7 separate regions of the Mus musculus genome follow, and regions 1, 2, 3, 4, 5 and 7 are each linked to region 6. Evidence: chromatin contacts called from public ChIA-PET, HiChIP or PLAC-seq and promoter capture Hi-C data. All regions are on one chromosome and are shown on one strand. The core of a region is the stretch at or near the end of the contact, and the rest is flanking DNA. Distances in the headings are between cores, read along the strand shown.

What was found. Promoter capture Hi-C pulls out the DNA fragments that hold promoters and counts their contacts. ChIA-PET counts read pairs in DNA pulled down with a chosen protein or histone mark. HiChIP or PLAC-seq counts read pairs in DNA pulled down with a chosen protein or histone mark. Capture Hi-C pulls out chosen DNA fragments and counts their contacts.
Region 1: a promoter capture Hi-C map of liver shows a contact between it and region 6, with 4 times the contacts expected there. The contact joins the promoter of Zfp935 here to the promoter of Aopep in region 6. A contact is called at or near these places in 1 of 115 datasets of contacts at active chromatin or transcription factors (the 230-238 cell line) and 2 of 9 other capture datasets (adipose tissue and liver).
Region 2: an H3K27ac HiChIP or PLAC-seq map of microglia shows a contact between it and region 6, with 9 times the contacts expected there. The contact joins the promoter of Fancc here to the promoter of Aopep in region 6. A contact is called at or near these places in 5 of 39 promoter capture datasets (the C10 cell line, hippocampal neurons, liver and 1 more), 4 of 484 Hi-C or Micro-C datasets (CD4 T cells, LSK cells, natural killer cells and 1 more), 15 of 115 datasets of contacts at active chromatin or transcription factors (the 230-238 cell line, CD8 T cells, acute myeloid leukemia and 8 more) and 3 of 9 other capture datasets (adipose tissue, embryonic stem cells and liver).
Region 3: an RNA polymerase II ChIA-PET map of memory CD8 T cells shows a contact between it and region 6, with 58 read pairs. The contact joins the enhancer-like site here to the promoter of Aopep in region 6. A contact is called at or near these places in 13 of 39 promoter capture datasets (the 3T3-L1 cell line, the C10 cell line, the HPC-7 cell line and 8 more), 4 of 484 Hi-C or Micro-C datasets (bone marrow-derived macrophages, embryonic stem cells and muscle stem cells), 16 of 115 datasets of contacts at active chromatin or transcription factors (acute myeloid leukemia, bone marrow-derived macrophages, cardiomyocytes and 11 more) and 4 of 9 other capture datasets (adipose tissue, embryonic stem cells, liver and 1 more).
Region 4: a contact with region 6 is called in an H3K27ac HiChIP or PLAC-seq map of embryonic stem cells, with 3 times the contacts expected there. The contact joins the enhancer-like site here to the promoter of Aopep in region 6. A contact is called at or near these places in 9 of 39 promoter capture datasets (the C10 cell line, cranial neural crest, embryonic stem cells and 5 more), 11 of 115 datasets of contacts at active chromatin or transcription factors (the SCID.adh cell line, acute myeloid leukemia, bone marrow-derived macrophages and 5 more) and 3 of 9 other capture datasets (embryonic stem cells, liver and pancreatic islet).
Region 5: a contact with region 6 is called in an H3K4me3 HiChIP or PLAC-seq map of stem cell-derived neural progenitor cells, with 34 read pairs. The contact joins the enhancer-like site here to the promoter of Aopep in region 6. A contact is called at or near these places in 16 of 39 promoter capture datasets (3T3-L1-derived adipocytes, the C10 cell line, the HPC-7 cell line and 12 more), 5 of 484 Hi-C or Micro-C datasets (Sertoli cells, bone marrow-derived macrophages, cerebral cortex and 1 more), 24 of 115 datasets of contacts at active chromatin or transcription factors (the 230-238 cell line, DN3 thymocytes, T-cell acute lymphoblastic leukemia and 17 more) and 4 of 9 other capture datasets (adipose tissue, embryonic stem cells, liver and 1 more).
Region 7: a contact with region 6 is called in a promoter capture Hi-C map of liver, with 2.9 times the contacts expected there. The contact joins the enhancer-like site here to the promoter of Aopep in region 6. A contact is called at or near these places in 9 of 39 promoter capture datasets (the C10 cell line, the HPC-7 cell line, cranial neural crest and 5 more), 4 of 115 datasets of contacts at active chromatin or transcription factors (the 230-238 cell line, acute myeloid leukemia, bone marrow-derived macrophages and 1 more) and 1 of 9 other capture datasets (liver).

What each region holds. Positions count from the first base shown.
Region 1 is chr13:62,465,539-62,468,238 of GRCm38.p6, forward strand. It overlaps Zfp935 (zinc finger protein 935), which reads right to left and starts at 1,274. Exons shown (of 4, transcript NM_178875.4): 1 at 1,169-1,274. The coding sequence starts at 1,171.
Region 2 is chr13:63,430,318-63,433,017 of GRCm38.p6, forward strand. Fancc (Fanconi anemia, complementation group C) reads right to left here and starts at 1,428. Exons shown (of 15, transcript NM_007985.3): 1 at 1,133-1,428.
Region 3 is chr13:63,283,585-63,286,284 of GRCm38.p6, forward strand. The region is part of intron 14 of Aopep (aminopeptidase O); the gene reads left to right. Among named protein-coding and RNA genes, the nearest start is that of Gm16907, 12 kb to the right of the region's middle. Within about 2 kb of position 1,402, at least 20 of the 459 cell types and tissues checked have an H3K27ac peak or open chromatin away from gene starts, as enhancers often do. A contact at or near this core is called in effector CD8 T cells and memory CD8 T cells, where this site is marked.
Region 4 is chr13:63,352,235-63,354,934 of GRCm38.p6, forward strand. The region is part of intron 6 of Fancc (Fanconi anemia, complementation group C); the gene reads right to left. Among named protein-coding and RNA genes, the nearest start is that of Mir3074-1, 52 kb to the left of the region's middle. Within about 2 kb of position 1,302, at least 10 of the 459 cell types and tissues checked have an H3K27ac peak or open chromatin away from gene starts, as enhancers often do. A contact at or near this core is called in embryonic stem cells, where this site is marked.
Region 5 is chr13:63,316,564-63,319,263 of GRCm38.p6, forward strand. Fancc (Fanconi anemia, complementation group C) reads right to left here. Exons shown (of 15, transcript NM_007985.3): 14 at 790-993. It also overlaps a transcript of Aopep not described here. Among named protein-coding and RNA genes, the nearest start is that of Mir3074-1, 17 kb to the left of the region's middle. Within about 2 kb of position 1,423, at least 38 of the 459 cell types and tissues checked have an H3K27ac peak or open chromatin away from gene starts, as enhancers often do. A contact at or near this core is called in Th17 cells, forebrain, neural stem cells and 1 more, where this site is marked.
Region 6 is chr13:62,963,479-62,966,178 of GRCm38.p6, forward strand. It overlaps Aopep (aminopeptidase O), which reads left to right and starts at 1,415. Exons shown (of 16, transcript NM_001289926.1): 1 at 1,415-1,541.
Region 7 is chr13:63,396,173-63,398,872 of GRCm38.p6, forward strand. Fancc (Fanconi anemia, complementation group C) reads right to left here. Exons shown (of 15, transcript NM_007985.3): 4 at 1,911-2,005. Among named protein-coding and RNA genes, the nearest start is that of Fancc, 34 kb to the right of the region's middle. Within about 2 kb of position 1,444, at least 14 of the 459 cell types and tissues checked have an H3K27ac peak or open chromatin away from gene starts, as enhancers often do. A contact at or near this core is called in liver, where this site is marked.

The sequences.
Region 1 (2,700 bases), core at 24-2,523, 500 kb before region 6:
AATCTTCTATAAAAGAGAGAGATGAGAAGCCATTTGGTGTTGGTCTGGTTATTGGTAAAGGAGAGTGATTTTGAAAAATTGCAGGCTATTCCCTAGCAGAGATAATGACATAAGAAGATAAAGTTAGGCCAGGCAGTGGTGGCGCACGCCTTTAATCCCAGCATTTGGGAGGAAGAGGCAGGCGGGTTTCTGAGTTCGAGGCCAATCTGGTCTACAGAGTGAGTTCCAGGCCAGCAAGAGGTATACAGAGGAACCCTGTCTCAAAAAAAATCCAAAAACAAAACAAAACAAAAAACAAAAAGCACTAAAAAGAGAAGATACAGTTAGATCTCACCCCTACGTGCAATGTGAGCTGCGGAGAGACGTAACCTAACACACAGCTTCTCAACACTCTGAGCTGAAGTAACTGTGCAAGTGGATTAGACATATCTGCAAAGGAGTCCCCTCTAGTTGAAAATTCAACATACATTGGAACAAACTAACCGCTCAAAAGTATAATAATTTGTATTATGAATTTATGTGAGTTTATCCATATTTGCTTGTGTAAAAGTCTTTTCTACTGTGAGGGTGGCTCTCTTCTCCTGGTTTAAGAGAAGTTTATTGCTCCAAACTTCCCCCAAGCTTATCAAGCAAGAGGCATCTGGACAAGAGGGAAAGGCTCTAGCAATGACTCCTTTACTTAATCACCCACTCCCTTTCCTTAGAGAACTTTCATAGGAAACTTTTTAGAAGAACTTGGAAATAAAGATTAAAGACATGTTTAAAAGTGTCCCACTTTTCTTCCTGTGACTTCAACTAGCAGCTGGAAGTTAGAGCAGCCCAGTTTCTGTGGAGATAGAACAAAAGCTACTCACTTAATCCCCTGTCTTTTTAAGAGGAGGCTCTAAATACCAGAGATCGCAGCGTCCAGCCTTGCCTCAGAGGAACTCGGGCAGGTCAGCTTCTGCTGCAACGCGACTGAGACTTAAGATAGGCAAACGTCTTAATACTAAACAGCAACCCTAAACATCCCTGAAAACCAAGTCTTGTCACCTCAGACACTCTTCCCCCTCCACTGCCTGAAGAGGAACCAAGAATGGCCAGGGCTGGTCCCCTGCATCCCGTCACCCCGACTCCAGCTTCTTAGACCCCTGCTCCTTCCGGTTAAGGGCAGTGGTCACACGCTCACCATGTCGCCACGTCGTAGATCGCTGGCAATTCCCTAAGGCCCCTGGCAGCAGAGATTAAAACAAATCAGACCAAGCTTTCAGCCTGCTCGAAACGGAAAGGAACACAGAGCACCGGAACAAGGCACACGGAAGAACACGCCTCTACTTCTATTGCCCTGCCTATCCGGAGGCCCTGATTGGCTAGTGAGACTTGATTGACATGAGCACCTCCCTTAGGGTTACAGTGCGCTGAAGGCACACAGCTTAGGGCTTCCCAGCTCGGGTTTCTTATCCAGATGCTGACCCTTTTGAGATCTGCAAGACTTTCTTTCAGTCCTGTCCAACAATAGTCTATCTTTCTGTCATCCAGAACTCAGCAGGAATTTCTTCTTCCTGCTCCTCCAAGGCCGCCGCCGGTTCTGCTTCTCCTCGCTCCGCCCCCCTCCTCCACCAAGGAATCAAGAGCCACACCTTGCACAGTACATTATTCAACTTGGAGCAGAATGAACTATAGGTTCCAAGGATAATTACAATTAAAGAGAGATTTTTAGGACATAAAATGTGATGTTTGCTTCTCTCATTTTACACTGACATCAGGAAAATCGCAGCTAATATGCAATTGCTACAGATGAGACTCCAGACAACCCTGGGAGAAAAGCAGGGGATGGTTGCCAATCACTATGGAGCACTATTGTTAGCCAGCACATCTTCCTACGTGGGAAGGTGAAAAAACATATCTGTATTAGTAAAGGTTTTCCAGATGAACAGAACTCAGAGCATGGATATCTTTAAGTATGCAGAAAGTGGATAGATAAGAATGGCTCACAGAATGTGGCCCCACTGGTAAATCAATGACTGTACCAACGGAGATTTGAAGAAAACAGTAGTGCCTTTATGTCTCAGCTGGTCTTTAGTATTTTTCAGCATTCCAAAGATGGAGCCTTAATGCTAGAAAAATAAAGAGACCTTGCTGGCCAGTATGTGGGAAGAAGAGAAAGAGAAAGAACTACCATCTTCAATATCCTTTATATATGTAGGCTCACAGCAGAAGTTCTGGCCTAGATTAATTTTTTTTCTACTTAACCAAAACCTCCAGAGTAAATAAGGGTTTTCCCATCTTAAATGGTGAAAATAATAAAAACATTCACAGTGCCCATCTCTTTGGTTTTAAGTAACTGAACTCCTGTAACTACAGTCATTTGAAATAATTACATTGGTGGCAACATCAGTTAACAGGAAGTTCAGTTTTTATCCAGATTCTTTCTTTTTAGATTTATATATTTATTTTTTATGTATATGAGTACACTGTAGCTGTACAGATGGTTGTGAGCCTTCATGTGGCTGTGGAGAATTGAATTTTTCAGACCTCTGCTTCACTCTGGTCAGTCCCACTCACTTAGTCCCTGCTTGCTCTCGCCCAAAGATTTATTTCTTATTATTATTATACATAATTACACTGTAGCTGACTTCAGACACTCCAGATCTCATTATGGATAGTTGTGAATCACCATGTGGTTGCTGGGATTTGAACTCAGGACCTTGGGAAGAGCAG
Region 2 (2,700 bases), core at 178-2,677, 470 kb after region 6:
CACACGTTCGTTGCTGTGTGTGCGTGTGTATTTAAGGTTTTAAGTGTGTGGCCCACATTTGTCATCTCAGCAATGGGGAGGCAGAGAAAGGCATAACCCCAAGGGCTTGCAAAGTCAGGTGACCTACAAGCCAAATGTGATGGGTGTGAGGAGAGGCGGGGGACGAATAAGGAGGGAAAGATGGGGCACTCCTGACACCACCTCTGGCCTCTACATACACACACATAACCGCCAGTTGTTCAATTGTGAGCGTTAAATCTGCCATTTGGAAGCACCCTAAAGGCGAGGGCCATCCACAAATAGGTATCTCACGTCGGTCACACCCGCTTAGATTAATTTAATGAGGGATGGGATTTTTCGAATCATCTCATACTAGAGGAAAAGTCCAGGCACACAGAGGTCTTCAATATCATTGGCCTGTTCCAAGATTTTCATCCAGCACCCCCTCCAAGCCCAAGCACCTAAAAACTGTTCCAGTAAGGCAGCAAGACAGCAAGACACAAGCATTAAACACTCTCAGGCCTTGAATGGGCCTCTGGGCCTGTCACTCAAGCAGCTGTGGGAGGGCGATCTTGAGACCCTGAGCAGAGCTGCTCTAATGGATGGCGAGCAATAAGCTTCACCTTTGCCCCAGTCCTTCCAAAAGTACCTGCGGCTACGTTGAAACCAGAGGGAGAGGATTTGCTTAAAACAATAAAAATAAAAATAAATGGGGACGAAGGGTAAAGGACAGATGCCTCTCTACCATCGCCGCGAGCCAAGCTCACCAAGCTTCACCTTGGGCCTTAGACCCCACCCCTCACTGTCGGTCCCGCCCCGCCGGGCTCATCTGCGATGGCGCAGCCCCCCTCCGGCTCCTCTCCCTTGTGGAGCGGCCCCTCTAAGTCGTGCGGGCTCCCGCCGAGATCAGTTTCCGTGTGGTCACGCCCACCGCGTCTGTCGGCCACTGCCAAGCTGGGTTCAACTCCCCGATTAGCCACGCCCCTCACCGTCGGCCTCACCTCCCACCTGGCTCTAGCCCCGCCTCCCGCCAGGCCCCGCCTCCTGCCGGGCTATATCTTCCCCCCCCCCCAACCCCCCACATCCCGCCCCGCCCTCCCGCGGCTCGCACCCGCCCACCGTAGCTTCTCACCGTCCTGCCTCAGCTCCACCGCGCCGCGGGAGCGCGGCTCGCCCACGTTGAGACTCGGGCGCACGTTCTCGCGAGTCTTCTCTGCCCTAGCAGGAAACGGCGGTCTTCCCGGGTGGTCCTCACCCAGAGCTGCCTCAGCAGACTGGGCCGCGGCGGAAAAGAAGCCACCGCCCGGCTTCTGCGGCTTGAAAACTTGGCACAGCCTCACGGAACTTTTTTTGTTTTGACGTGTTTGGAATTTTCCCGCGGCCGCAAGGGAGTGGGGCTGCGCGCGCGCTCGCACGCACGCGCAGTGCACTCTGGGGCCCAGCGCGCTCCCGCGGCATGATGGGAAGATCTGAATCTCTCCTGGAGGAAGTGGGCGACTACGGGCTATAGCTAACTCGCGGCGCCGAGTGAGGGCTTTAGAGAAGAGAGAGCCCTGGAATGTGGTTCTTGAGAGACGGGAGTTGCCAGATAGGTCAAACTCCACATAGGGTTCAAGCCTGCTGGGCCCAACCACAAACGAGTTTTGTCTGTGGTTAGTGATCGCTCCAATCCCTAGTCAGGCCCATGTACTGCTTAGTTCAGGTTCAAATCGGTTCAAAGTTGCATTTACGCCACATAAGTGGAAACTTCTTGTCAAGTGAGACATGGCTTATCTTTTATTCTTGAATTTTTAACATTACATTTGTGTGCATGCCAGGTGAACCTAGAGGTCAGTTTGTGGGAATCAGTTCTCTCACTAATGCAGGTACCCAGTCTTCAACTTGGTGGTAGGAGCTTTTACCTGATGAGCGAGCCATCTTGCCAGCCCTTTCTTAAAGATTTTCAAATTTAGATCTGCATGGTTATTTACAGATGTTTGAATTGGGGAAGAGTCAGGATAACCTTAAACTTTTAGATTTTTTTGGTTTGTTTGTTTGTTTCGAGACAGGGTTTCTCTGTATAGCCCTGGCTGTCCTGGAACTCACTTTGTAGACCAGGCTGGCCTCCAACTCAGAAATCTGCCTGCCTCTGCCTCTGCCTCTGCCTCCCGAGTGCTGGGATTAAAGGCGTGTGCCACCACGCCCGGCTTAAATTTTTTTTTTTAATTAGTGCCTAAGAACCATTCGTTGTAATAAGACCACAACTTAGTGCCTTAAAAATAACATGTAGGGAGGAATATATGCCTGTAATAAATAGCTCTTATTTAAATACTCTGTTGCAGGATATTTGATCATACTGTGAATCCCGAGGTTGTATACTAGAAAAAACTATCTCTACACGTGTGGCTTAGCCCTAGCACACTCCTTTAATCCACGATCTTTCTGTTTATTGTAAATTGAATTTGAAAGAGAAGAATAAAGACTAGCCGAAAGACATTGGGTTGTAGAAAAACAACTGCTGAATTAGATTACCTGTATGCTTTAATTAAGGGAGCGGTGTAACAGATAGCTTAGCCATTAAGAGCACTGGCTGCTCTTCCAGAGAACCTGAGTTTGAGTCACAGCATCCACATGGCAGCTCACAATTATTAGTAACCCCTGTCCAAGGGATCTGATGCCCTCTTCTGGCCTCCTTCGGCACCACACTGCACAAACATTAAT
Region 3 (2,700 bases), core at 152-2,651, 320 kb after region 6:
TGTCTCCCTTTTCTGGAAATATCAAAAACTATATCTCACTGCCCAAAGGCAGATGACTTGATTCTGCTGTGATCCTTGGTGCCCAGATGGACTAAATGTATCCTGGTTTCCTTTACACACTCTTGATCTGACTGTAGCATTTACACTTAACATCTACACACTGAGAAAGAAATGGTGTACTCGAGTCAGGCTCACCCATAGGAAACTTGCATTTATTTGTCTGTCAGCTCATTGGGTAAACAAGGTAGCCTCAGCCGAGGGCTATGAAGGGGTGATACAGGGTGAAGAGGAGACACACAGGGCAAACATCTCTAAGCCAAGTATTCAAGAAAGGCCCCTCAAAGGAAGCAACACTGAAGACAAGAGGAGATGGCTACACAAGACAAGAAAGATGTATAAATCCAGCACATGTCAGGATAGTGGCCAGCAAATGTTGTCTCTAAAAGACTGGAGAGTTCATAGTTTAGGCCACATTGTTTCTGCAACAGCTCTTCAACTTTGTTGTTGAGACAAGCACACAATAAAAAGCCACATACCTGCGGACACATGGGTGAGTGCTGCTGTAAAAGCCAGGAGAGCTGTGCTAAACTTAACCTGGGTCTCTCAGTATAACCAGTCCTCCTCAGGACTCCTCAGGTCTCTCAGTATAACCAGTCCTCCTCAGGACTCCTCAGGACTCTTTAGTATAACCAGTCCTGCTCAGGACTCCTCAGGACTCTCAGTATAACCAGTCCTGCTCAGGACTCCTCAGGTCTCTCAGTATAACCAGTCCTGCTCAGGACTCCTCAGGTCTCTCAGTATAACCAGTCCTGCTCAGGACTCCTCAGGACTCTCAGTATAACCAGTCCTCCTCAGGACTCCTCAGGACTCTTTAGTATAACCAGTCCTGCTCAGGACTCCTCAGGACTCTCAGTATAACCAGTCCTGCTCAGGACTCCTCAGGTCTCTCAGTATAACCAGTCCTGCTCAGGACTCCTCAGGACTCTCAGTATAACCAGTCCTGCTCAGGACTCCTCAGGTCTCTCAGTATAACCAGTCCTGCTCAGGACTCCTCAGGACTCTCAGTATAGCCAGTCCTCCTCAGGACTCCTCAGGTCTCTCAGTATAACCAGTCCTGCTCAGGACTCCTCAGGTCTCTCAGTATAACCAGTCCTGCTCAGGACTCCTCAGGACTCTCAGTATAACCAGTCCTTCTCAGGACTCCTCAGGTCTCTCAGTATAACCAGTCCTGCTCAGGACTCCTCAGGTCTCTCAGTATAACCAGTCCTGCTCAGGACTCCTCAGGACTCTTGCCAACCCAGCTCCTGATCACTTCGCATGGCATTTTGCAGCTGTGTCCCTTGCTGGGGCTGCGGATTGAGGTTCCTGCAGTAGGGACTTCAAACTAAGCAGTGGCTTTGTGCTTGTGGTTCCGTCATAAGTGTGGCTGCAGTTCCTTGTGCTTGTGGCTTTTCTTGTACTGAAGTTCCTGTAAAATATCACTTTGAATCTGAAGATCAACATGATTTTCAGCAACCATGTTGTTTTCTAGAAACTTCAAATTTTAAGTGTGCCTTCTGGTGACTAGGCCGCAGGAACTAAGTTGAACCATTAGCAACTTTCATTTGAGTGACAGACAGTCGACAGGAGAAAGAGTTGTTCCTTGGTGGAAACAACCTTGAGGTTTCTAACTTGGTTTCCACTATTCCCCTGTAACTGAGCAAGCAAGGGCATTCCATCCAGTTGTCAGGGTTCTCAGATACAGAATAAGTAGGAGCCACCTGAAAGATGGCCAAAGAGACCTCAGTAGCGGGGTCATGTGCCAAGCCTCCACAGAGAAGGAGTGAGGTAAGTAAGGCCTCCAGTGTTCTGTGCAGGTCACTGTCAAGCTCTGGGTCTGGTATTGAATAAGGAATCTGTGATTATAGCGAGAGTGTTTCTAGGGCCTGCTGGAAGGCTGCCCTCCCATTCCTCCTACTGGCCTGAAGGCCTGTGTGGTTGAGAAGGGAACCTGCCACAACCTGTGGCTCCAGCTGGCCATGCCCCTCATGACAAAATGCAATGCACATCTCTCCTAGTGACTCAGCCCTCAGCTCACTTCAGGCAGCTTGTATGTGAAGGCCACCATAAACATTTTAGACTGGGCCATAACCTTGGTCTAAAGCACCTTCGACATTTTTCTGTTTGTGTTTTCTAAATTTAAAAAAATCCATGTATGCCAGGCAGTGGTGGCGCACACCTTTAACCCCAACACTTGGGAGGCAGAGGCAGGCGAATTTCTGAGTTCGAGGCCAGCCTGGTCTACAGAGTGAGTTCCAGGACGGCCAGGGCTACACAGAGAAACCCTGTCTCGAAAAAAAAAAAAAAAAAATCCATGTGAGTGATTTATATGTGTGAGTGAGTGAGAGAGAGAGGGGGAGAGAGAGAGAGAGAGAGTGAAAGTGAGTGAAAGAGTGAGTGAGAGAGTGAGTGAAAGAGAGAGAGTGAGTGAGTGAGAGAGAGAATGAGAGAGAGAGAGGATGAGAGAGAGAGAGAACACAGAGTGTGAAGCTCTGTACCGTGAAAGGAAGGCTGTCATCTTCAGGACACAGGAGCAGGAACATCAGGACAAGTTCCCAGCCAGCGTGGCCTGTATAGTAAAACTAGTCTCAAACTACCACAGAAAAAGGGGGAGAAAGCCACCAGGATGCAACAGGAGTCAGAATTAGACACAGTAAGTAG
Region 4 (2,700 bases), core at 52-2,551, 390 kb after region 6:
AGGTCTCTGCTATCACAGCTACAAGGTGTGATGCTGTGAACCTTGCAAGAGTCATCTCAAGGTATAGTCCTGTGGCTTGCTGTAGAAAGCTGGGAGGCTAGAGACAACCATACAGGATGATGGCTCTAGCAATATGTGCTTAGCATCAAGCCTTTTGCAGTTCACTTCTTACACAGAAGTCGTTTGGAGTACTGCTCTGGCAACTAGTCACAGCCTAACACTTACTGTAATGCTGTCTGGAAAGCTACATAACTCCCTCTTGAACTGTATCTCTAGATATCTGACAAGCCTCAGGCTGGATCCACAAATGCCATGAACTTCTTCAGAGGGATATCTATTGCTTGCCTGTATTTTGATAAGCCAAGCTCTACCTAATTTTATAGTAGACTTTTAAATTTTGTTGTTGTTGTTTTGTTTTGTTTTTCATGACAGGGTCTCTCTGTGTAGCCTTGGTTGTCTTAGAACTCGCTCTGTAGACCAGTCTTTGAACTCAGAGATCTGCCTGCTTCTGCCTCCTGAGTTCTGGGATTAAAGGTGTGCTCCACCAATGCCAAGTGACTTTAAAATTGTTAAGGAGATGCCACGCTCTCCGGTCGAGTCAGCTTGACAGGCTGAGGCTTGGAAGCTACTCACGAGGCAAAAGAGTTTCACGGAAACTCACTCCTGGAGTCTGGTGTTCTCTCTAACCCATACATTAATTTTCCATTCCCGCGTTAGTCTAGTGGATGGATCCACATGCTCTCTTTTAGTATTATCCTATTATAAGTGCTTTTTAAGATTGAATTCTGACATAGCTAAAGCCTTCACCAGTGTTCCAACAGTCCTAAGAACATCTTTGAGCAAGACCATGGGCTTGGAATTCAGTAAGAATGTTGCTATTCAGTGACATTCAGAATAGCCTCTGGTATTACACTATCACTTTGATTAAAAGCTAAGTCACTCCCCTACACAGGAATTTACCATCACCAAGGAAGAAGGAAGTTTCAGACCGAAGGAGAAACCAGAATAGATACTTAGAACTATAGCTGAGTTACACCCATACACACACGTATTTACAATGGCCTAAGGGGAAGGTGGACTATACAATAGACTAAAATAGGAACTATGGCAAGGGCACGAAGCCCTTGACCTTGGCTTCTAAGATTAAGTGAATCTTAGGTGGAACCCTTGTTGATCCCAGCTGTTAACAATGAATTCTATCCCAGGTGGTCCTTGTTAGACTTTCTGTGTTTGCATTCCTCTGTTTTATGTAAGAATCCAGTAACCTCTTTGTACCTTGCAAGTGTGCCACCCAACTTCCTTATTGTCTCTGTATAAAAAGTCTGATGCTCCATTTGACATTACATTCAGATTCTACACAACCTCTCCTGTGTGCATCTGTCAGTCAATTCATATGACGCTTTGCCCACCCGAGACTAGAGACCCGTTCCAAGCAGACAAAGGGGCCCAGAGGATCTGTGGCAAGGAGATTTATCATGGACCTCTTCTAGCCTTACTTGAAAATAACCTATATCTTCCTGAAATCACCAACACTTAAAGAGTATCCCCAGGTGATAGTAAAACCCTCATTATATCAACCTTTCAAACCATCATCTTATCAAAAGATCTCCACAACTTCCACATCTTACAAAATTAAAACTCTTTATCAACCAAGAACTCCTGCCTCCCTTCCTCCCAGCCCATGGCAAACAGAATTCTACCTTCTGAGAGACTGGCTACTCTGGATATTACAGGTGAGCGGAAGGCAGCATTTGTTCTTGGTGGTTGGCTTATTTCATTGTGTAGTGTCAGATGGACCATGTCAGAGCACTCAACAGGGCTTTCCTTTTTTCTTTCTTTTTTTTTTTTTTAAGGATGATAAAAATTTAGTTGTGTCTATGCCATGCTTTCATCTAACAAGATGCATAGAGGTTACTTCTATCCCTTGGCTAGTATGTAAAATACAACCAACATAGGTTTGCAAATTATCTTTTCAATTCTTTTGAATATATAAGCAGAAGTGGAAGTGGCCATGCAGAAACTCCATTTACTTGCTTGTTTAAGACCAAGTCTCATGTAGCCACAGCTGGCCTTGGACTCTGGACCCTCGGACTCCCCCCTCCCAAGTGCTGAGATCACAGGCATGCAGCATCACACCAGATCTATTTTTCTTTGTGAATGAACCACTATGGCTTGTGTACAGTAGCTATGCCACAATGCATTCTCACCAGCAGTGCATGATGTCATTTCTCCACATCATCATCAACACAACACAACACAACATACTAAAGCTATCTAACGCTTCCCTCCCTTACTACTACTACTACTACTACTACTACTACTACTACTACTACTACTACTACTTCTTCTTCTTCTTCTTCTTCTTCTTTTTCTTCTTCTTCTTCTTCTCCCTTTTTTTTTTGGAGACAGAATCTTACTATGTAGCTTTAGTTGGCCTGGAGCTCACTAAGTAGACCAGACTAGTCTCAGAACTCAAAGATCTGCCTGCTTCTATCTCTTGAGTGCTGAAGTTAAAGATATATACAATACTACATCCAGCCTCCTTACACCTTTATTTATATAAACTGCTATGCAGTTCTGGTTTGCATTTCCCTGGTAATTAGTGGTACTAAGCTCTGTATAGATCTACTACTCACATATCCACCAAAGATATCAACTAACCCTGTTTTCTTTGCATAGATGTGTATGACTGTGTTGTCC
Region 5 (2,700 bases), core at 173-2,672, 350 kb after region 6:
CTGACCCCTTTACAAAGCCATCATGCCGTGTGTGCTTCTACAAGAGTCTCTAACTAGCGTTATGGTTTTGACAACTGTCTTTCCAAAAGACTCATAAGCTAGGTTTGACGCCTGGCTGGTAGTACTATCTGGGAGGCTCTGGAAACAGTAGGAAGCAGGGACTATCTGAGGGAAGTGGGTCACGGGGAAGTCCTTAGGGATGTTTGGATCCTGTGTTTTCTGTGCACCCTAGGTAGACAGTCACTGCCACACATTGTTGCCACAGGGATCTGCCTGACCATGGGTGGGCCCAGCACCACTAAGCTTAGTGAAGTAAAACACTAACTCTTCTTGACTCCTCCCTTGTAGCTGTTTTTCTCAGATTTTGTCACTGCAACAAGAAAACTGATATACTAAACAATGCTTTCTCTGAAGTAAGCTCTGACCTGTTACAGTAGCACGATGGCTACTAGGAGCATGTTGTCCCTGAAGCTGGACTTCTCGCCCCAGGACATGGCAGAGAGTGACCATAACATGGGATGCGGGGCACCCAGCTCTCAGTGTGGGTGGTGCCAGCAGCGCCTGCAAGTGTGCCTACAAGGTGACATCCTTTCTGCAAGCATGCCTTCTCCTCCACATACCTCTGTACAGCACAGGTGGGCTCTGGGTCTGTGCTGTGGCCTTGTGGATCTCCATATCCTGGGGCAGCATCCTGGGCCTGTGATCTCAAAAGTCGGACCCTTAAGGAGATAATCTACCTCCACGAAGAGAGTGAACTGAAGTACAGGTTGGAAAAAGAGAGCAACTTACATGGGTGACAGCTTCCCAGACAATTGCATGGCCTTCTGGGGTCCAGAGCAAGAGACTAAGAAGAAGGCGTCTGACCAGCTGTCCACATACAGGTGGTCTGGGGTCTCCACTGGGACTCTCAGCTGCTTCCTGCAGATCAGTAGCTGAGAGGGGGCCGCTTCTGAGCAGCATCAGGAGACGGTTGATTAATACCTTCAGCTCCACCTGGGGAATACAAGTACAGCGGCTTGAGACATTAGAGAGACTCAGGACATAAGAGACTCTAGGACTGACTTGATGCTTTCACGCTCCAGAGAGAGAAACAGCCGGGTACCCAACACACTAGTTCACACACAGCTCCATATAAACCTAAATGAACGTAATGGAAATTTCCTGCCGTTCTTTCATCTTGCCCACCAAGGAGCCAGGGCATCATGCCAGCACCTGACCTTTTTTTGTATGGAAGGAAATGAAGGCAAGTCCTCAGCAGAAGGTAGTCAGAATTTTCTTACTGTGGGAAAAATGCAAACGGCCCCTTGAAGACCCCTGACCATAAGCCATAATCAATTAGAGTCCCAGGCCCCACTGGGCGGTGCTGATAAGAATGCAGGGCTGCCCCTGCCTGGGCTATGTGAGGGAAGCACAGGCCGGGCACACACAAGCTCGTTTGTTTTGTTGTAAACACTGGGACAGTTGTTCCTACAAGTCACAGCTTAAGCAGAGGGCACAAGGCTGTGGAATCCACATAATAACAGTAGTTGTTCTAAGTCCGTGGGTTGTTTTTGCATAAAAAATATTTATTTCATGCTGAGACTCCTGCTTGTTTCAAGAGTGGCCCATTGCTGTGTTTCACAGAAGCCCAGAGCTTCTGAGGCAGATACAGTGTAGAACATCACATCCATGTTCTGTCCTGTTCAGAGAATTCCCACAACTGACTTTGTGGGTCTCTGAGAGCTGCGTCTAACCTGCAAGTTCAGGTCCAATCAGTGCCACCTGTCTCAGACAGCAGCCCACAGGAGTTTTGTGTGAGATCTCTGGACCACAAGGGTAACCATGAGAAAGGTACCACAGGACTTTCCCACTGAGAGGATCAGTTCCTAGGGTGGCCACCATCTCAGTTGATAGCATCTGGAGAAGTCTCACCTTTCCCCTCTTTCTGATCTGCATACCCCAAACTCAATCCTGTTTGTCCACATTGACTTCCCTCTCATATGCCTTCTGAGTCTAGAAGCTTCTATAGGGGAGATGTGTGTCTCTGAAGTGAAAGATAAGCCTTTTTTCTTCATAACGTATTTCCATTCTATATTATAAAGATTTACTTTTGCTTCCTATGGGAAACACGAGGAATAAAGAATGGGAAAACAGTCTACCACTCAGCATCATCTGACAGACCCAAGCAACCTATGCTCCACCCATTGGGAGTGGCTGTTACTGCTCCTCTCTCACTCTTCCACAGTGTGCCATGCACAGCTGACATGCCTAGCACACCTGGCAAAGGGGCTCTTCCTGATAGTGTGCTAGTACATGGCTGGGATACAGCACCACTCACAGCACACAGAGCTCAGGCTATGTCAGCTCCTGTAGCTATGGACTCTGCTTTGATGTCCATCAATCTGCAAGCAGCTTTGTGTGAACCTCTGCCTCTCCAGGAAGATTCTTACAAGTGACAGGACAGTGTCTGAAGGGTTTGAGTCCCCGACTAAGCCCAAAAGTACATTAGATACGACTATAGAAAAAGTCATGATCTGATTCAGTTAGCCAAAGCAGAAGAACACAGTTGCAGGTGTTACCCAAGAAGGACAAATATGCTTTTGTACCACAAGTATAACCAGCAGAGGAAACTGTCGCATAGCACTTGCAGCCAAGTGACTAACCATGACTTAACTGCTGTAAGTTAAAGGCACAAACACCAGCAAACTCCATAATCCAACT
Region 6 (2,700 bases), core at 165-2,664:
ATTGCAAGCCTGCTGAAGGCTTGGGGATGGTAACATAAGGAGTCCAAGAAGGAAAGAGTTACGGAAAGGGGAAACTGTGTGTGTGTGTGTGTGTGTGTGTGTGTGTGGTCCTACAGTGTTGGGTAACAGGAAGGCAAAGAAGTCAGGATTGAAAGATGGAACAAACCTGGTTCTCACTATAGAGTTCAACAAATCTATTCTAGCACTCACTTTCAGTAACTTTTTTTTTTGTCTAGACTTTTATCTAATCCTTCCCACCTGTCACATCAATTTCCAAATTACCTTTTATATGTATCCATTTTTCTCCATCACATCTCACCAGTCCCTTCTTTCTGTGTGCTTCATGCCCAGCACACACAGCAGCCTGCTCTGCGTTTCAAAACTAGTTCCTGTCACTCACTCTTCCCTGGCGACAGAATCCACGCTCCTTGCTTACAGTGGCCCAGAAATGTGCTGCAGGATGGGGCCTTTGGGCCTTGTTGGTTTCACCCTGTGTTCTTCAAGGGCGCCACAAGCTGCATGTACTAGGTGCTTCTGATCCTTCTAGCTGCTTTGCTCGCAGGTCTTTATAGCCTTCCCCTCTCTTCCCAGTTAAATGAGTCTCCTCAGAGGGTATTAGACCTCCTGTAGTGAAGTGGCTCTGACTTCCTTCCATTTTTCAGAGACTTACTTCCATATGTGTACCTCTAAGAACATCCATACGAGAATTAGCTGATGTGGTGCAGCTTAACTCAGTGGTTAAGAGCATTGGCTGCTGTTGCAGAAGACCTGGGTTTGGTGTACAGCACTCACGGGGTAGCTTACAACTATCTCTGCAGCTCCAGTTCCAAGGGGGTCCATTTGTACATTCGTGTACCTAGACATACATACAATTACACACCACCCCACATACTAAATGAATTTTTAAAAAGGGAATATTCTGTTGAACTATTCAGAACTTGCTTTCTCAACCAAAGATTGTCTCTACAAAGGCAAGCACAACTGGCCCACTTTTGTAGCCGCAGATACTGTAACTGTCTGTATGGCGCATAGTATGATCTTATTTAAGGCACTGTGCTGGGATGAATATGTAAAGTCCAATCATATGCTTCAGAAATGTGGAATGAAGAATAAACAGCGCACTCAGGAAGCAGAGGCAGGCTGATCTCTGAGTTCGAGGCCAGCCTGGTCTACATAGTAGGTTCCAGACCACTCAGAACTACACAGAGAGACCTGTCTCAAAGGCAAAAACGACACATTTGTATTTCAGTGAGGCGTGCGTGTAGTTCACGCGTCTGGAGTCTTGATACCGTGGCCACTAGCAGCCCTGCGCCTGCGCAGTAGCGGCCGAGGAACTGGCCTACAGGGGGTGGGAGGGGGAAGCGGCCGACCCTGGCGCGTGTTGATGACGCAATTAGTGTTTGCCTGGTAGCCCGTGGTAACCCGGAGTCTGCGGAAGTGTAGCTGCAGCAGCACCGCAGCTGAGACAGGTAACCTGCAGCTCCGGTGTCAAGCAGCCGCTCCGGGTTATGCGGACCCACGACCTCTGGTGGGGTGAGCAGGTAGGATCCGATCCGTCTTGCCCTGTGGTGAGCCAGTGGGATCCTGTTCGCCTCTTGTGAAGCGAGGCGGTGGGATCCTGTCTGACTTGTCTGGGGCGAGCCCTTGGGATGCTGTCACATAAATTGTAGCCGCAGTATTAGCGCTCAGCACTTGCGGCGACCGCTACCTGCAAAGGTGGTGCTCATGGTAGACGGAAACCACACCGGCCAGCGGAGCGGTGCTTAGAGCTGTTTTCAAAGGTGACAACTGGGCTCGTGTTGATGCTGAATTCAATTCTGATCCCTCGTGCTTTTGTTTTGTTTCCACGTGCAACTAGCGCATTCATTTCAGAAGGGTGTGTTGTGCTCCGTGTGATTTGAGAAGGCTGCTAGTGATTTCCTAGTTGGTAAAGATTAGGTTGTCCCGTATTGGGAGCTACAGAGAATAATATTGTTTACTGTCGACTTGTCTTTTAGACTCCAGGGATTGTGCCCTGCACTTACATTTCATTGTCTCCTTAGTTCATGCAGTATTGCAAGTTATGAACTATTATGTTTGCCTTACAGAGAAAATAACTGAGGCTCAGCTCCATCAAATTGACTGGGTGAAAAATTCCCAGTAACCAAAAGCAAAGGGCAAGTTTAAATTCAAGGTTATGCATGGCTTCAAGGTCTCTCTCTCTCCTCTCCTCTTCCTCCCCTTTAAAAATAACCACCATCAGTGGTCAAATTCCAGGCTTTTTACATTAGTCATATGTGATTCCATACGTTTATTCACCCATCTGACCATATGAATTGTGTGTGTAACACACACATGCACGTGTGCAATACGTGTACGCATGTGGAGACAAGGGATAACATCAACTGTGGTTTCATAGATGCTGGCCACCGTTTTTTGTTTATGTGTTTTTGAGACAGGTTCTCTCACTGGCCTAGAGCTTGCCAGGTAGATTGGTTTAGCCAGCAACTCTTGAAAATGCCCGCCTCTATCTCCCCAGCACTGGAATCACAGACCTGAAACTTTCCACTCAGGTTCTGGGGACCGAACTTGCGTCCTCGTGCTTACACAGCAGGTGGTTTTCAGCCTGAGATGCCGCCGAAGCAGCAGCAGCAGCTGCTTCTTCTTCTTCTTCTTCTTCTTCTTCTTCTTCTTCTTCTTCTTCTTCTTCTTCTTGATTCA
Region 7 (2,700 bases), core at 194-2,693, 430 kb after region 6:
GCACATCTAGTTTGCCATCTCCCTCAGGAAATGTCTCTAGCCCCCAAGTCTAAGCAAGTATTCTCTTCTGGGCCACCATCATAACTACCAACAACACTTCATTGACAGCATGCACCACTCTAGAGTGGTGTGGTCACTAGTCTTAGGTCCCCAGTGGGAGAAATTGTTTGAATTTTACCTTCTGCATTAGTGTTAATTTAAGTACCTCTCAGTACTCACTTACCCCAGGCATTAAACAATGAATAAACTACAAAATAAATAGGCTACAATTTTAAAAATAGATGAATAAAGTCATATATTAAATGTGCAACGTTAATCCAGTCATCCCAGAAACAATTTACTACATGGGCTACTCTGGGACTTAGTGATCTATCCAATACAAACTTACACACTAAGTAACTGTTCTTAAAACAGCAAACATTCTATAAAACACAATGATCAAAAAATGAAAGACAATATATTTTGTTGAAGGCTAGGTATTGTTCTATTCCTATAGCTTTTCTCCTCTAACTCGATTCATCAGTTCCTTTCTTCGGTTCTTTACCTGAATTTTTCTTCAAACTAAATTCTGTATTCATTTCTTCCCTTGCCCAATCCTTTCCACTCCTTGTGTACCTTCTCTTCTTCCAATTCAACAGAAAGTACAATACTGTATTTATCATCACCATCACCAATTTTGTCTAAAGGACACATAAAGGAGGTGATGTATCACCTACCATCAATGGGCCAAACCCTATGTACCAATCTACCTGGACAATTTCACAGCCACGAATGGCTCAAAATGAGTGAACCTGGTGGTACTGCATCAGCAAGTCCTCAGGCTGTGGCGTATAGTAGAATAGTAGGGGCAACAGAAAGCAGCAAAAGCAACCAGCCAGATCAGGTTTCCAGCTTGTGCCTGCCATTTCAGAGGAAACTAAGGTGGGAAAAAACCAGGAACCAATCAGCTCTCTGGGCAGCTGCCATGATGAATGATTTTGAAAGCATGAGTAGCAGTGGCCTAGGCATCAACTCTGAGACACAAAAACAGGGCTGGGCTCCACGGATATTAGTTTTGGGTTGTTTGTATTGCTTGCTTGTTTGTTTTTGTTTTTAAAGATTGACTTATTTTATATGTATGAGTATTTTACCTACATGCACATATATGTGCACCTCATACATGCCTGGTGCCATGGATACCCTGGAACTAAAGTCACAAACAGTTGTGAGCTGCCAATGAGGGTGCTAGAAATTGAACCTGGGTCCTCAGCCACTGCTCTTAACCACTGAGCCATCTCTCCAGCCCCTCCAATCTAAACTCATACTTACCACAAAAAAGATTCTGAGAAACAGAGCCATTCTTGGAGAAAATTATGTAAGGACTTAAACTAGGCTTAGAGGGTGAAACAGTGCTTCCAGCAATAGCTGGCAGAAAACCCAGTACATTCTTTTAATCATTACCAAGTATTTTTCGAAACCACCCAGCATGCAGTGGTGTCAGCACTGGGAGGTTCATCATAAGGAGCAGTACTGCAGGAACCAAGCAAACCTGAAATCTAAACAGTTCAACACTCAGGGAAAACCTAACAGTAAAAGGCCACTTGTTAACCCAGAGGTTCTCAACCATCCTAACACTGCAACCCTTTAATACAATTCTTCAAGTTATGCCGACGCCTAATGATTTCATCGCTACTTTGTAACAATAATCTTGCTACTGTTATGAATCATAATATAAATATCCAATATTCATGATATCAGATATACGACTCCTGTGTTCAACCCCCAAGGGGTCACAACCCATAAGTTGAGAACCACTGCCTTAAAACATGACAGACAGAATTGAGCCAATAAAGGGAAAGAAGGGGAGTGGGGTATCTTTAAATCACCACCTGAAGTCAAAGCAGAGCCAGCAGAGGGATTTTCTCTCTTACCCGGATCCACGAGTTAAGTCCTGACTCTGCAGAAGTCCGAGGTTCTTTGTTCATCAGACAACATAAGCACCATATTACAATTTTTTGGCTTTCATCTGCAGAAAAGAAAACTAAAATGAATAGACTTTATCAAATAGGGGAAAAAAAACCCTAAGAACATGCTTAGGAAAACCTCAAGAAACAAGCTCAGCGGAGGCTTTTCTACTTGTGGGCTCAGCTCACTCCAGCTCTTGTGTGGTCAACTCTCTTTCTGCAACAGCAGCAGTTTTTAAAGCCAAACAAGAAGGATGGAAAGAGCTGAAAGTGCTGGGCTCTTCAACATGTTTCTAATTTCACATTTTAAACATCAGTAATTTCAAGCTCTTTAAAGCAAAATAACTACTATCTGTCTATGTTTCTGGTAGCCAAATCTGTTCCAGGTAGAGACTCAGAGCACAATTAGAAAAAAACCTTAACTTTAGAAACTGAAGCTGTTAGCAGACAGGATAGCCACAGCAATGCAGACCCTGTGGTGGAAGAGAGGGGAGGTAGACATACCCAGCCCCTGCAGTATTCTCAAAGACATCCAGAGTTCACCTTTCAGCCTCCTGTAAGCTAATAGTGCTTCCAATGGCTTTGTTATGAAAGGCACTGGACAGGACTAACTACGGAGATCTCTACATTCACTGAGAGCACCCAACCCTTCATAATTTTTAGGGCTTTAAAAACAAGCATTAAGCTTATGCTTTCTCAGTAATTAATAAATCTGAGTAAACTCACCAGGCCATTTTGAGGGGCATTCATTTTTCCC